2 separate regions of the Oryzias latipes genome follow, and region 1 is linked to region 2. Evidence: chromatin contacts called from public Hi-C data. All regions are on one chromosome and are shown on one strand. Each heading gives the region's core, a stretch centred on a gene start, on an enhancer-like site or on the middle of the called end of the contact. The rest is flanking DNA. Distances are from core to core; before and after follow the strand shown. Region 1 has its middle 11 kb from the start of emx2. Region 2 has its middle 25 kb from the start of rab11fip2.

Evidence for each region. Hi-C and Micro-C count contacts between places; a contact is called where the count stands out from the background.
Region 1: a Hi-C map of fibroblasts shows a contact between it and region 2, with 1.7 times the contacts expected there. The contact joins two enhancer-like sites. A contact is called at or near these places in 2 of 5 Hi-C or Micro-C datasets (embryo and fibroblasts).

The regions. Positions count from the first base shown.
Region 1 is chr15:30,248,510-30,254,974 of ASM223467v1, reverse strand. No RefSeq gene overlaps it. Among protein-coding and RNA genes, the nearest start is that of emx2, 11 kb to the left of the region's middle. Within about 2 kb of position 5,199, at least 2 of the 8 cell types and tissues checked have an H3K27ac peak or open chromatin away from gene starts, as enhancers often do.
Region 2 is chr15:30,099,299-30,105,569 of ASM223467v1, reverse strand. No RefSeq gene overlaps it. Among protein-coding and RNA genes, the nearest start is that of rab11fip2, 25 kb to the left of the region's middle. Within about 2 kb of position 3,244, at least 5 of the 8 cell types and tissues checked have an H3K27ac peak or open chromatin away from gene starts, as enhancers often do.

The DNA.
Region 1 (6,465 bases), core at 3,950-6,449, 150 kb before region 2:
TAATGTCGTCTGTTTGGGTAAAAGAGTACATTTGTAGAATTTATTCCCCATTTTTACCAACAGTCATGTTTGACGTCATTCTCTGAAGCGACATGTGAGCAGCTGTAATCTGCTGCAGCGTGAACTTTCCTCGTCTCACGCTCCATTGGTGGCGGGGAGGGACGTCTCTGGGTTTCCCGCTAGAAAACCGTCTGTTGGAAGTTCCAAAAAGTCCAACGCCATCGGTTGTGGCCCCGTGTGCGGCGGCAATGCTTAAAGCTGCAGTTTAAGGAGAGATTAAGGACAAGTTTGACATGAGAACCCAGAGAGTCTGAGGTTGGAAAAGTCAGGAGAACGTGTGTTTTCCTCCGGCAGCAGATGTTCTTCTGCCGGGTCTGAAACGTTCTCCAGCGTGATGACAGAACGCAGACAGGAACGTGCGGTTCTCCATGCCGGCTGTGGGAGGGGTTGGAAGCAGTAATTCAGGTTGTGACATCCATTATGGGGAAATGAACAACCTAGCACCTCCACAGAGACACTAACCCCGCCCACTCGCCGATCATTCACTCGCCGTCTTCTTCCCTCACGCTGCACGGCTTAGCTATTGACGGATGCTAACGCCGTCTGCAGCTTCCAGCAGCTTCCTGTAATTATTAGGGAGCAGGGCTTCCTGACAGAGTGGATGTCTGCTGATGCCAGAATAATTACTTCTGCAGAAGCAGCAGTTAGATTCCTCACCTGCTGAGAGACTTTGAAGTCTGTCCAAAGATGGCCGCCGCCTCTCCAGCATCACCGGCTGCGCTCCGTTATGCATTGGTGCTTCACCTGATCCCAACTGGTGCTCCCGCTCTCCAGGTTACCCTATAATTGCATGCAGCGTGAATATGTGCACTTTAAATGCATGTAACCTGCAGAAACGAGTGGCGGCCGGCTTTGAAGCCGTGCCACGTGGCGGCGGCGGCGGCGGGCAGCACCTCTGAGATGAAGGGTTCTGGTCGCTCAGCGTCAGTCTGAACATGCAGGGAGGCGCTGAGAAAACCATATATGACTTAATGCTAATGTTTGTCATTTCAGGGGCAATTACTGCAGGAGCTAAAGACACAGCCCCCCCCCCCCAGCAAGCCTGTTTATAAGTGAGCTATAATGGCCGCGCGGCGCCAAAGTGCCGCCGGTTATTTTGTATTTGGAGGCGTGGACATGGCAAATCAGATCACTTCACACATGAAAGGCAGCAGCAGGTCAATTTAATTCTGGCTGCCGCTCTTAACCTGCATCTCAGTGGCCTTTCTGAGGACTCCAGAGGCTAGTTAAAAGGTGTCTGATTCTCACCAGGAATCTAATTAGATCTTTGACGAAGGTCTTCACGGCTCCTTTGGAAAAGAGAAATGCCCTCGCCTCCACGGCACCGCGGCCTCCGCCGTCCCTCTGCTCCCTGCTTTTCTGGAGAAAAACAAAGTCCTGCAGGCTAATGAAGTTTGTAATTAAGGGGATTCTGTTGGGCTGAATGAGTAATTAGGACGGAGCTTCTCAGGGGTGATAATGATGGTCAGGCTCAGTGGAGCAGCAGCTGATTGGCCAAAGAGAGGCGTCTTTCAGGGCAGGAAATGAAGAAGAAAGAGGAAGGCTGCTTCTGGCCTGAATAGCTGCTGGAATCTGTGGTAGCAAACGTCTTCTCTGCTGTGCTGTCATTAAAGATGAGAAACATGTGAGTGTGAGGAATTATGGGAAAAGCAGCTGTTCCTGCGTGTGGCTTTCAGCTCCTGTTCATCCGTCAGAGTTTTCTGATATGTTGCTAAATCAGATGTAATCGGCTGCGGGACAGGCCGGCGCTCGGCGCCCGGAGCCGACATCTTCATCGGAATGATCACATTTACTTCAGATTGGTCGACTGTGCTGCTGATAAAGAAAGTTCACCTGGCCTCAATTAACTATATTTATCTCTGATTATCCCTCCATGAGATTTCTGCTCCGCCTGAAAGATTAGCATTATTAGGAGTCACTTGCACAGGATGAATACGTTTGCAGACAAAGTGACATCTCCTGAGGAGCAGAAATTAAATCAGTCAAGTGAAAAAAGGCTCTTAAGCCACGCCCACGTTCTGCTGATGTGATGACCCTCGTCACCAAAATGAAAATGACTTGTTTTGGACATTTTGGAGACGCAGAAACCGACTGCAGAAACAAAGTCAGGACTGAACCACGATGAGGGCGTCTCTAAACAGAGCTGATCTCTGCTCTGAAAAGTCATTTCCACAGTTTGGAGCAGCGAGCGGCCGCTGTGAGGCACAACACCTGGGCTTTGAACCCGTGACCTCACATCTGAGTGCTCTTGATGAAGGCCCCTCTGCCTCCCGGTCAACTGGAGGATCAGCCTGGACAGACACAGCCAGAACTCTTCATTTCCTTTTTCGCCTGCAACCAGCCCTTCCACAGGAACAATCATACCTGGTTTCAGGTGACCGCGATTCCCGAGCTGCCATTTCCGTCAGGACGAGTCACCTCTGAACTGTGAGAAGCAGACACAAAGATCCAGATGCTGATGTTGTCCTTCAGCTTGTTTTAATCGAATCTGTCAGGTTCAACCAACTCTTTGGCGGTTTTCTCTGAAGGACCGCCCCCTCTGGCATGAAAGGCTGCAGGCTCGGCTGCAGACTCATTACAGGTTAAGTAGAGCAGGTGTTTGTCAGCTCCAGGCAGACCTACGTGGATGAGGCATTTTTATGTAAGCTATTTCCTCACACATTAGTCTTCTGTGAGTGGAGGCTTCGCCCGGCCCATCCCTCATCGTCCAGCGCGACCTCTCCGCCCTCGGGGCTGCAGGCAGGCCTGAGATAAAAAAGAAAACGCTGAAAAACGGCCGGAGGAATTCTAAATATTAGTGGTTGTAAATCAGCCCCCAGTGGCCTGTGAATAGTAATTATCCTTTTCAATCTTCCACAAAAGATCATTTTGTTGTAAAAACACCTCGCTGTCAGTCTTTCAGTGGAGCTGGAAGCGCGTGATCACAGAATCTCTGGAATTCAGAAGGAGGAAGCTGAGCTCTTATCGGACTCATCAATACCTTCCAAACACGATTCCCTTCGCTGCAGAAGAGCTGGATTTCCTGCAAAGGCCGCTGGAGGAGAGGCCGCCCGCCCGGTTATAGCGATCTGATGGGAACACTGATTTGTACTGATGGCGGTCAGCCCATGTGGCATTTTCTCAGCTGTTTAAACCTTTGAACCATACTACCCTCCCTCCCCCTTTAAGGGCTCTTACCCCCCAGAAGAAGTTCACTGCCCCTCTGAACTCTGCTGGGATTTAACAGACTTAATGGTCACCATCTCTGCAGGAAGAAAAGGCTGCAATCAGCAGCTTTTCTCCTGTGTTTAAGGTGACTGAACTCCAATTCCAAATAAAGACTCGAGTTAACCTCATTAAGCCTGCTCACACACAAGATACATAATTATTCCTGAGAGGATCGGCAGCGCTCACACAAATTAGAAAGATGATTAAGCTGCCATTGCATCTCTCCACTGACCACAGAGCCAATCTGGTGACTTGGAGCCGTTGTTTGCACTCACAACAGGAGCCTTTTAGCTGAGGTCATTTTTGGCAGAAGCTCAGTGGAGCTGCTCCTGAACACGTCTCCTGGAAGCCCGCCTCCTCAGGTGTTTGTGGATCAGACTAACACGAGGGGAGGTATATTCTTTCCAGTGACAGACACTGCAGCTCCAACCTGGAGCCTGTTTGGGAGGAGCAGGCGCTCGTAAAAATTCAATCTGAACGACAACTCACTTCTGAAGTGTGCAATGCATCTGGCCTTGTGTGTGGGGGGGGCTGTTAGTTGCCCCGGAAAGTCGTCCACCTGCATCAAAGACGCCTTAAAAGCTTCCTGAAGCAAGAGGAAGCGTTTCGGTCTTTCTGAGCGCGCTCAGTCACACAGTAACTGTAAATCTGGAGGATTTCTGCATTCCGACCCAGATCCTATGATACCAAAAGTGCAGAATATTGTTTTCCACACGCATGTGCAGCACCAACACACGTGAGCTGCAGTCTCCCTGCAACATTGTGATTAGATCTAGGCCGAACCTTTTCGTAAAAATATGTCCAGAGGAAAGATAAGTGCATGCAGCTGGATGCACTTTGGAGTGTAATTCCCCTTTGTCATTGGAAGTGCTCATGCACAGGTCCCAGCAAAAAGGCTTTTGCATCCCAGCAAACCAATTGTGAGGAAATTGTTGCTCACATTTTTGCCTTAAGATATGCAGAAAAGCAGCTTGTGAGAAGTTGCTGGCCGTGTGCAGGGACAAGTTGTTTTTTTTTCTGGCGAGGGAAGTGTGAAGAAGAGGAGCACGCTGCTGGTGGAGTGCCAGCTCCGCCTCCTGGGGTTTCACGCATAACAACCTTGCATGTGCACAGCTAGTAAAAGTAAAGCATTGATTTAAGAGGGCACTTCTTCTTTCCACAGCTCTGGCAAAACAAGCTCCCATGTTTGGATAGAGGCTGTAAGCAGCTCACTGACCTGCGCTGTGGGTCAGATTAAACCCCCACCTCCACACCTCCCTCCTTTGAACCTTTTTTGGCCCAGCACAGAACATGAGAAAAGGGAAAGTGCGCTTCAGGTCAGGCAGGCCTGCCAGCCGGGTCAAGGGAGTTACTCAGGAAAACAGGAAACTGACAAGAGAGACAAATGATAGGTCTCACCCAAACACGGGCATTTAACCAGTTTGCCAAGACGATGATCATCCATAATTGCTTCAAGGGTAACACTTATAGAGTCTCTGAACGATGCGCGTCCTGGGAGATTTCATTTCAGAAGGAAACCACTTTCCTCCAGCAATTATCACAGCTCTGTCCATCACTGGTGTTAATTCCACTGAGGTGTGGATGCTGGAATGCTGAAAGTATTCCCAAACTGGAGCAATCCCGAGGAATGACCACAAAGGGAGCTCCGAAACTCATAAAAATTAGAGCGTTCAACAGAAAAGCTAGAACGCAAACATTGTGACATGTGACCCCTCTGAGAGACCCTTCAAAATAAAACCCTTCTGCATTTTCTCAGAACAAGCTGGAGGGAGATTGTGTATGTGTGTGATTGTGATTATGTATGTGTGTGATTGTGTGTGCAAATCAGATAAACAGCTGTGGTGGGGGGAGTGGAGTTGGTGGGAGGGGCTTGGTGAGTGGAGCCAATCAGTGATCTTTCTGTGCTTAGTGGTGCTGTAAGATCTGCTAAACTGGCCCTAACCTCCTCGGTTGCAGCAGATGTGGGAGTGGGTGGGGGGCAGGCGGAGGCAAGGGCGTAGGTCTGTCAGCATGGAGTTAATCTGAACCTGGGGCAGCACGTTCACTCCTGATGGAGGCCAGAGATAGGACTCCACCGTGACAGAGGAGGATGAAAGATCACCTCCACCTGCAAGGAGCTGCTGAAAGTGACAGCTCATTCAAAGAGGCCTCTGCTGTCAGCCATGGAGGAAAGCTCTGCTCTCATTGGCTCATCCTTTATGCTACCTTAGGAGCAACTGCTCACAATCCAAACTGCATTCCTCATGAAGACACAAGCCGGCCTTTTCTACAAACTGCAAGACAATAAAAACGTCTTCCCAGCGTCAGCAGAATCCTGTGGGATCTGCCCCCTCCCCCGAGAAGATTCATCTGCATCATGAAGAAATCTGGAGGATTGAAGATCTTTTCTGTCTTAACACCATAAGACTGGAGATCCAGTTGTGATGCGCCTTTAGCTCAAATTGGTGGGAAACATTGTAGCGGTACAAATCTGGTCAATCTTTCTCCAGGCGTTTCCTTTCTCAGCTCCATTCCGATAAATGAAAGACTTGGTGTCATACAATTCCAGCTGGACACACACTGAAATTAATCATTTCTACACGGTTGGAAATGAAATCACTACCAAACCATAGTCCCAGATTGGTCAAAATTAAAAATTTTAAAATGTGCGTAGTGATGCGTGAATACGGGAGTTTTGAAGAAGCACAAAGGCTGAATTACACGCGTTTACATACACCTGTCATGGTAAGAGGCCGGTGTAAACGCACTGTCACAACTCTCAGCGGTAAACATGTCCTCTGCTAACCTGAACAGATAACCTGTGTTGGGAACAGAGGACCCATTTTGGGAAGCGTAGAACCCGTGTTGGGAACATAGAACCCGTGTTAGGAACATAAAACCCGTGTTGGCAACATAGACCCAGTGTTGGGAACATAGAACCTGTGTTGGGAAGCGTAGAACCCATGTTGGGAGCCGTAGAACCTGTGTTGGGAACATAGAACTTGTGTTGGGAAGCGTAGAACCCATGTTGGGAACATAGAACCCATCTTTGGAACATAGAACCCATAGAACCAGTGTTGGAAACATAGGAACAGTGTTGGGAACATATAACCCGTGTTGGGAACAAAGAACCAGTGTTGGGAAGGGTAGAACCTATGTTGGGTCCATAAAACCTGTGTTGGGAACATAGAACCTGTGTTGGGAACATAGAACCCGTCT
Region 2 (6,271 bases), core at 1,995-4,494:
GTAAAGCATTTAGACTCCAGGTGAGCCAAAAATGTTGGTTGTTGGTGGAAAACGTCTGGGCATAAAGAAGGGAAACTCTGTTTTTGGGCCGGCGGGGGGCCGAAGAGGTGGCGGGAGCTGATGGAGGGGCCACAAACAGAGCCCCTGCTGTTGCTGAAACATCAAATCTGTCAGCAATTAGAGGAAGCCCAAGCAGCTCTTGTCAGCGGACAATGGAGCCAGGGGAGAGTGGGGGGGCAGTTATCAAAGCTGCTAGAGTCCCTTCATTTATCTAAACAGCAGGTTAGTCGTCCAATCTCCGTCTTTGTGGCTTGTTGCTGCTAATGAAAGGAGCGGCACTTCACCCAAAGAGTCTTCCTGAGCAGCACAGCCTGCAGCTGGAGAGGCTGATCCAGGGGTTGATCTCATGCTCCTGCAATGCCGCTTTCTCCCCAACAGCCAATCGGGCGGCCCTCTGCTTGAAGCTGAGGGTGGTGATGACGGGGCTTGGGGGGCTTAGCCCCAAACTTGTTGTTCTGAAAGACGTTTGCTCCTTGAAGGGGCAGAAGCCCTCAGCGACTCTGGGGCTTATTTCTGTTCACTGCAAACGCCATCTCCCACAAATGAACCAGCGGCGAGCAAATGGGGAGGACGGCCCCTCGATGAATGAGAGGCGCGGAGAAACGTCTTCCATGGCGGCTGGGAGCAGAGGGTCTCCGTCAGGACCCTGAGGCGGCACACGCTGCAAACGTCATCCGTGACACAACAAAGGTGTTTGCTTCCTCCACATGGGTTAACCCTGACCACAGAGTCCCTTTGGATCCCTTTGGATCCCTTTGGATCCCTTTGGATCAGTTGAACGCCCTTCTTCTGAGGATGGAGGACAGAAACCAACAAAACTAAGATCAAACAGAATTTCTGAGTGTTTCTCAGAATCAGAAAAAGAAGAAAAATACAGTTTGATAAAGATCGTATTTGTGATGAAGAAACGGAAATGGGCGGGGCCAAAGCCTCTCTGCTCCGCCCCCTTTCTGAGGCAGACAAACAGATCCATGAACGTCTCTGTTTTCCTGGTCTGAGCTGGAATCTGGATCCGAAGTGGACGGATGGATGGATCTGATGTTGCTGCTGCTTTTGACGCACCACTTATGTTAGGTTGGGGGTGTTAGGGCTGTAAGCTAGCAGGAGGGTGTAAACAGAGAGCTCTCAGTAACAGGAAGGAGGCAGGGTCCCGCCCACAACTCAGGGTGAATTTCTAATGCTGCTCTGCAGAAACTATGTCCTAGACAACGACAGGCGAAAAACAGCATCGTGGTCATGAAAAGACCCCTGGGAACAGATCAGAAGATGACGGAGGAGCAAAAGTGTTCATGCAGCTGACTGCAGGGCAGATCGCAGACAGCAGCAGCCTGAAGGTGCAGGCGGGTGGAGTCACCACCCCCCCAGGAGAACAGCCGAGCTGTGCCGTTTCTATTCTGGAGGTTTTTCTGTTCTTTTACCGCCTCGTTTCATCAAACTTCCTTAACTATCAGCCTCACAATTCTCTGTTCCTGTTTCCAACAAGCTTGAAGAAGAATTGGCCCAATTTTTCCAAAGATGGTTGGATGGCAGAGGTCATAGTTCACCGCTGAAAGCTTAAATACGCGTCACATCATGAGTAGAAATGGAGATCAACACTTCTTGATGTCATAAATAGTCATTGTTGGAGTTTAAGGCAGATCTGCCTGCAGACTCCGGTTCCTGCCGTCCCATCGTCAATAAAGAATGCAGTGTCTTAAATATTCCTGTTGATATGGACTCCAGATGAGAAAAATATGAAATTCTATAAATCACCGCCGGCTGATGAACCTTCTGTTTGGCTGTAGAAATGGTGCATCCCTTTGCACTGATTACACACATGCATATTTTCTGAACGGTGGCAGGTTTCACCGGGGTTTACGGAGCTCTCACATGGGACCCGGCGGCTCGTAAACCGGCACGGTCCGGCCTGACGCACGCTAACATCTGCTGCTGAGAACCCCCAGACCTCGGCAGCACGGCGGCGTCTGATCAGGCGGGAAAAGGGAAAAATGACCACGCTCCTGTGAAAGGAGGCGTGCCCAGCTGGAGTGAGGAACGCTCTTCCACTATGTCTTCATGCTCTCACGCTGAGCAGCTGTGCGCCATTTCGCATAAGATGAAGCCTGAAAAAGTGGGCTGCACACATGCGGCCGACCGGGAACAGGAAGCGGGTCTGAATCCGCTCCTCATGACACGCTTCAGAAGTCATTTCACATCACTGAGAGTTATTATCGTTAAACGCTGATATCAGGTCAACCCCGCTGCAAGTAATTAAATCTGTGAGTCGTTTAAGTCCATCAGCAGGGTGTTTATGGGATGTACATTTCTAGAGAGCTCTGCAGGAAATGTCGATTTCCTGCAGCGGCGTTTCGTCTGTGTGCGCCGGAGTGAGTTTGCAGGAAGTACCGGCGCCTGCAGATGAAATTATAGCATTTTTGGGCTGAAAACTCAAAGCAAGAACTTTGTGAATCCCACTTTGCTGCTCTCTCTGCTGAGCGGAGGACCGTTAGTGTTTGTCGGGTTTGTGAGTCAGAGGCACCGTGGAGGTCTGTGCAGGTGGCAGGCCCTGCAGGCCTTTCTGCTTCCTCCTCCTCCTCTCCACAGGTGCTTATTAGCACATATGAGCTGCCACATGTTCCCGGCTCGGCCGCCGCCCGGAGGGGCCAAATCAGTCTTCACCCGTAATCTTCACAGCCCTCACTCTCACTAACGGGGGCACATGGTGGAGCGTTTATGAAGCACTGCAAAAGTGCTGTTATTTTTTCCTGCTCCTCCGTGAACTCCTGGACAGCTCTGGAAGCAACAGCGGCTGCATGTGGGATTCCCGGTTTCAGGTCCGGATGAGCAGCGGCTGCATGTGGGATTCCCGGTTTCAGGTCCGGATGAGCAGCGGAGTCCGTGTAGAGGACACGTTCCTGCAGGAACCTGCAGAGCTCGCAGGTCTTTCTCAGAACACCGATCAAACACGTGGACCGGCACATACAATGTTTTGCACGTGGTCAGCACGGTGGGGGCTCATCCCAATTGCCCCCCCCCCCCGTGTAAGGGGCAGGAGGGGGCTCTGGCGTTTGAAGTGGGCATATGGCCGTCGCATTTGCATTTAATGCTCTTCAGATTACTTGTTTTAACTGGTGCTAAACACCTCACTGGGTTGGGGCTAATTTGATGAGGTCACGCCGCGACCCCGTGACCTCCTCTCTCCATGTTGTCTAAGTGAAACCAGCTGAGTCACAGGGGGGGAGTGTGGGGGCCGCGGCCAGACGGAGCGGTTCGTGGGCCTGGAGCGGCGTGTTTCTGGTCAGGGGGGGATCTCTGCTCCTCATGCTGAAGATTTCCCAGAATCCCATTCAGCTGAGGACAGTCCGGCATGTCTGTCGGAACGTTTACAGCTTGTTTGCATGAATGTTTATGTGCTGGGGTGAGACCCCCCCCCCCCCCCCCCCCCACACACACACACAAACACAATTTAAGTTTAACAGTAGTCCACTTTGTGCAACTTTAGGGTTAAAACAATAAAAAATCGATCTGCATTTATTGACAGCAAAGACACAATCACACATGCGCACACACGTGCACGCCAACCCACACACACACCGTGGAGATGAAAGCCCTCTGCTGGAATGTGAGTGCGGCCTGTTGAAGGACTAATCCACAGCAGCAACCCGGCTCTCTTGTGTTGCTGCACAGATTCTGCAGAATGGTCCCGTATGGTCTGGGGGGCCACATTTTCCTAACCTCCAAGGCCGCCGCTGTGAAGGCGCCTCAAGAGAGCCTCTTTGGTGTCAAAGGGGGAAAGCCATTCAGCTGGAGGCCGGCCTCCGGCCTTTGATCAGTTCACAAGTTACAGTTTTGCCGAGCGGCTTTTTCATGCAAATAGGAAATGTTCAAACGCTGCGTGGAAACGCGTCTCTGACCTTAATGGGGAGGGCTTTAACATCGGAACCTTCTCAGCCGAGGGCCAGCCTGAAAGCCTCCTCAGAGAGGTGAAAGCGCGTTGATCAGGTGGAGACGGCTCCTTTTCAGACCCCCCCAGCCAGTGGCATTGTGTTCACAGAGGGCCGCATTGACTCCCAATTAGGGGATTAGGAGAAAGATTATCAGAAGCGTTTTCAAAACACATAACATTTACAGGCTTTCCCACAGCAGCGAGGATCCACATTCATGCTGGCTCTTAAACCGCAGCGCTTTAGGAGGAGCAGCTGTTCCTGAGTCTGAAGTGTTGGAGGACTCTGATCCTCACCGCGGCCCGGATCAGGCTCCTCAATCTGCCGTGTGTGTGTGTATGCGTGTGTATGTGTGTATATAGGTGTGTGTGTATGCGTGTGCATGTGTGTATATAGGTGTGCATATGTGTGTGTATAGGTGTGTAAAGGGGTGTGTATGTGTGTGTATACGTGTGCATTTGTGTGTGTATAGGTGTGTATAGGTGTGTGTATAGGAGTGTACATGTGTGTATGTGTGTAAATAAATAAATAAAAATGGATTATTACATGTGTGTACGTGTATACATGTGTACATGTGTGTAGGTGTGTATGTGTGTATCTATGTGTGTGTCGTTTGTCTAAATTCGTCCATCCACACTGGACTTTCCCAAACAGGAAGTTCAAAGGTCTTCCCGCTTCCTTCCAGGTATCTCTGCGCTCCGTGTTTCTCTTGGCTCGTCTAAAACGGCCAATTATGTCCTAATAAAGTTCCTGCTGGAGGAGTGGAAGGTGGCGGTGGAGGCGGCGGTGGAGGGGGCGGTGGAGGGGGCGGCAGACCAAACTCTTGTCAAGGTCATGTTATAGAGGAAAGCGCCAACAATGCCAGCGCTAATCCCTCCTCCTCCTCCTCCTCCTCCTCCTCCTCCTCTGCCGCCGCCGCGCTCTGACCCCATCCCAGGACTTTGGGAGAGGACAGGAGGCCCGCCGCTCTCAGCCCGGAGCTGCTGGATTATCTGCCAATTAGCAGCATTTCTGCTGGACGGCATGAATGTAATGTTGGCTATTTTTAATAGCGTTTAATTTCTGCTGCTCTCCTCTCCCCTCCTCCTTTTTAGCCTAATCAAGATTGTCGGCTCTCTCATTTAAAATAAAAGAGCCGGCCTTTAATTTGGCATTAGGAGCGTAGAATCTGCCCCGCCAGCTCAGCATTTGTTGGAGGCGGCCAATGAGAGGGAAGGAAAGACGGAGAAAATCATTTTAGGGGAGATACTGTGAAGGACTCGTGTGAACGGCGTGAGCCTGGCCGTCCTGCTACATTAGCATCAGCTTTGCGCCGGAATAACGTGTTGCCTCTCTATTGTGCCCCCTATGGTGGCAGGTTTTGGTGGGTTTGGATTACGGGACTCCATTACATTCCTCTAATAAGTGGATAAAGCCGCCTCATCCACGGCGGCTGATCCTGAAGTATTAGCGGCCGGTTGCAGCGTTGGGAGGCTGATCTGAGGCCAGTAGATTCCTCGTTATGATGGAAGCTGCAGAAGACGCTGTGATGTCATGCTGGGACGCGAACCTGTTATTTAGAGTCATTCCTGCTGATTGGCACCGCAATAACAAGGCTAAGCGCCGCCCTTTGACCTCAGAGGTGGAGGATCTGCTGCTGGGAGGGGGATTTCCTCAGGTGATGTTTGTGCAGCTCGTTGTGCAGCTGGTTGTGTTGTGGTGCTTTCACACATCTGCTGCAGCTGTTGTGTCACAGCAGTGAGAATGGACGTGTTTGTGTTGTGGTCTTCATTTGCTTAAACTTCATCGTGAGTGGAAGACGGCAGCAAACTGAAGTCTGGATGAAACATTTTGCCATTAAAGATCAAAGCGGCTTGATGGAGAATGACCTTCATTACGACCTTTGAAGCTTTTTTAAAGAAATGGATGAAGAGAATAGATGAGTGAGAAAGCCTTTGATGTCAGCGGTCCGGCCCAGTTAAGCCCGAGGTCGCCGTCTCACACGGCTTCGTGCGGCCGATCCCAGAGATTTAGAAGGGCGACAGTGGCTCAGGTGGTTGAGCGGGTCGTCCAATGATCGAAGGGTTTGCGGTTCGATCCCCGCTCCCACCAGCCAAAATGTCGTTGTGTCCTTGGGCAAGACACTTCACCCTCCTTGCCTCCAGTGTGGCTCCACTGGTGTGTGGATGTGTATGAATGATCCCGGTGATGGTCAGAGGGACCGTAGGCCCGAACTGGCAGCCACGCCTCTGTCAGTCTGCCCCAGGGCAGCTGTGGCTACAACCATAGCTTACCGTCACCAAGTATGA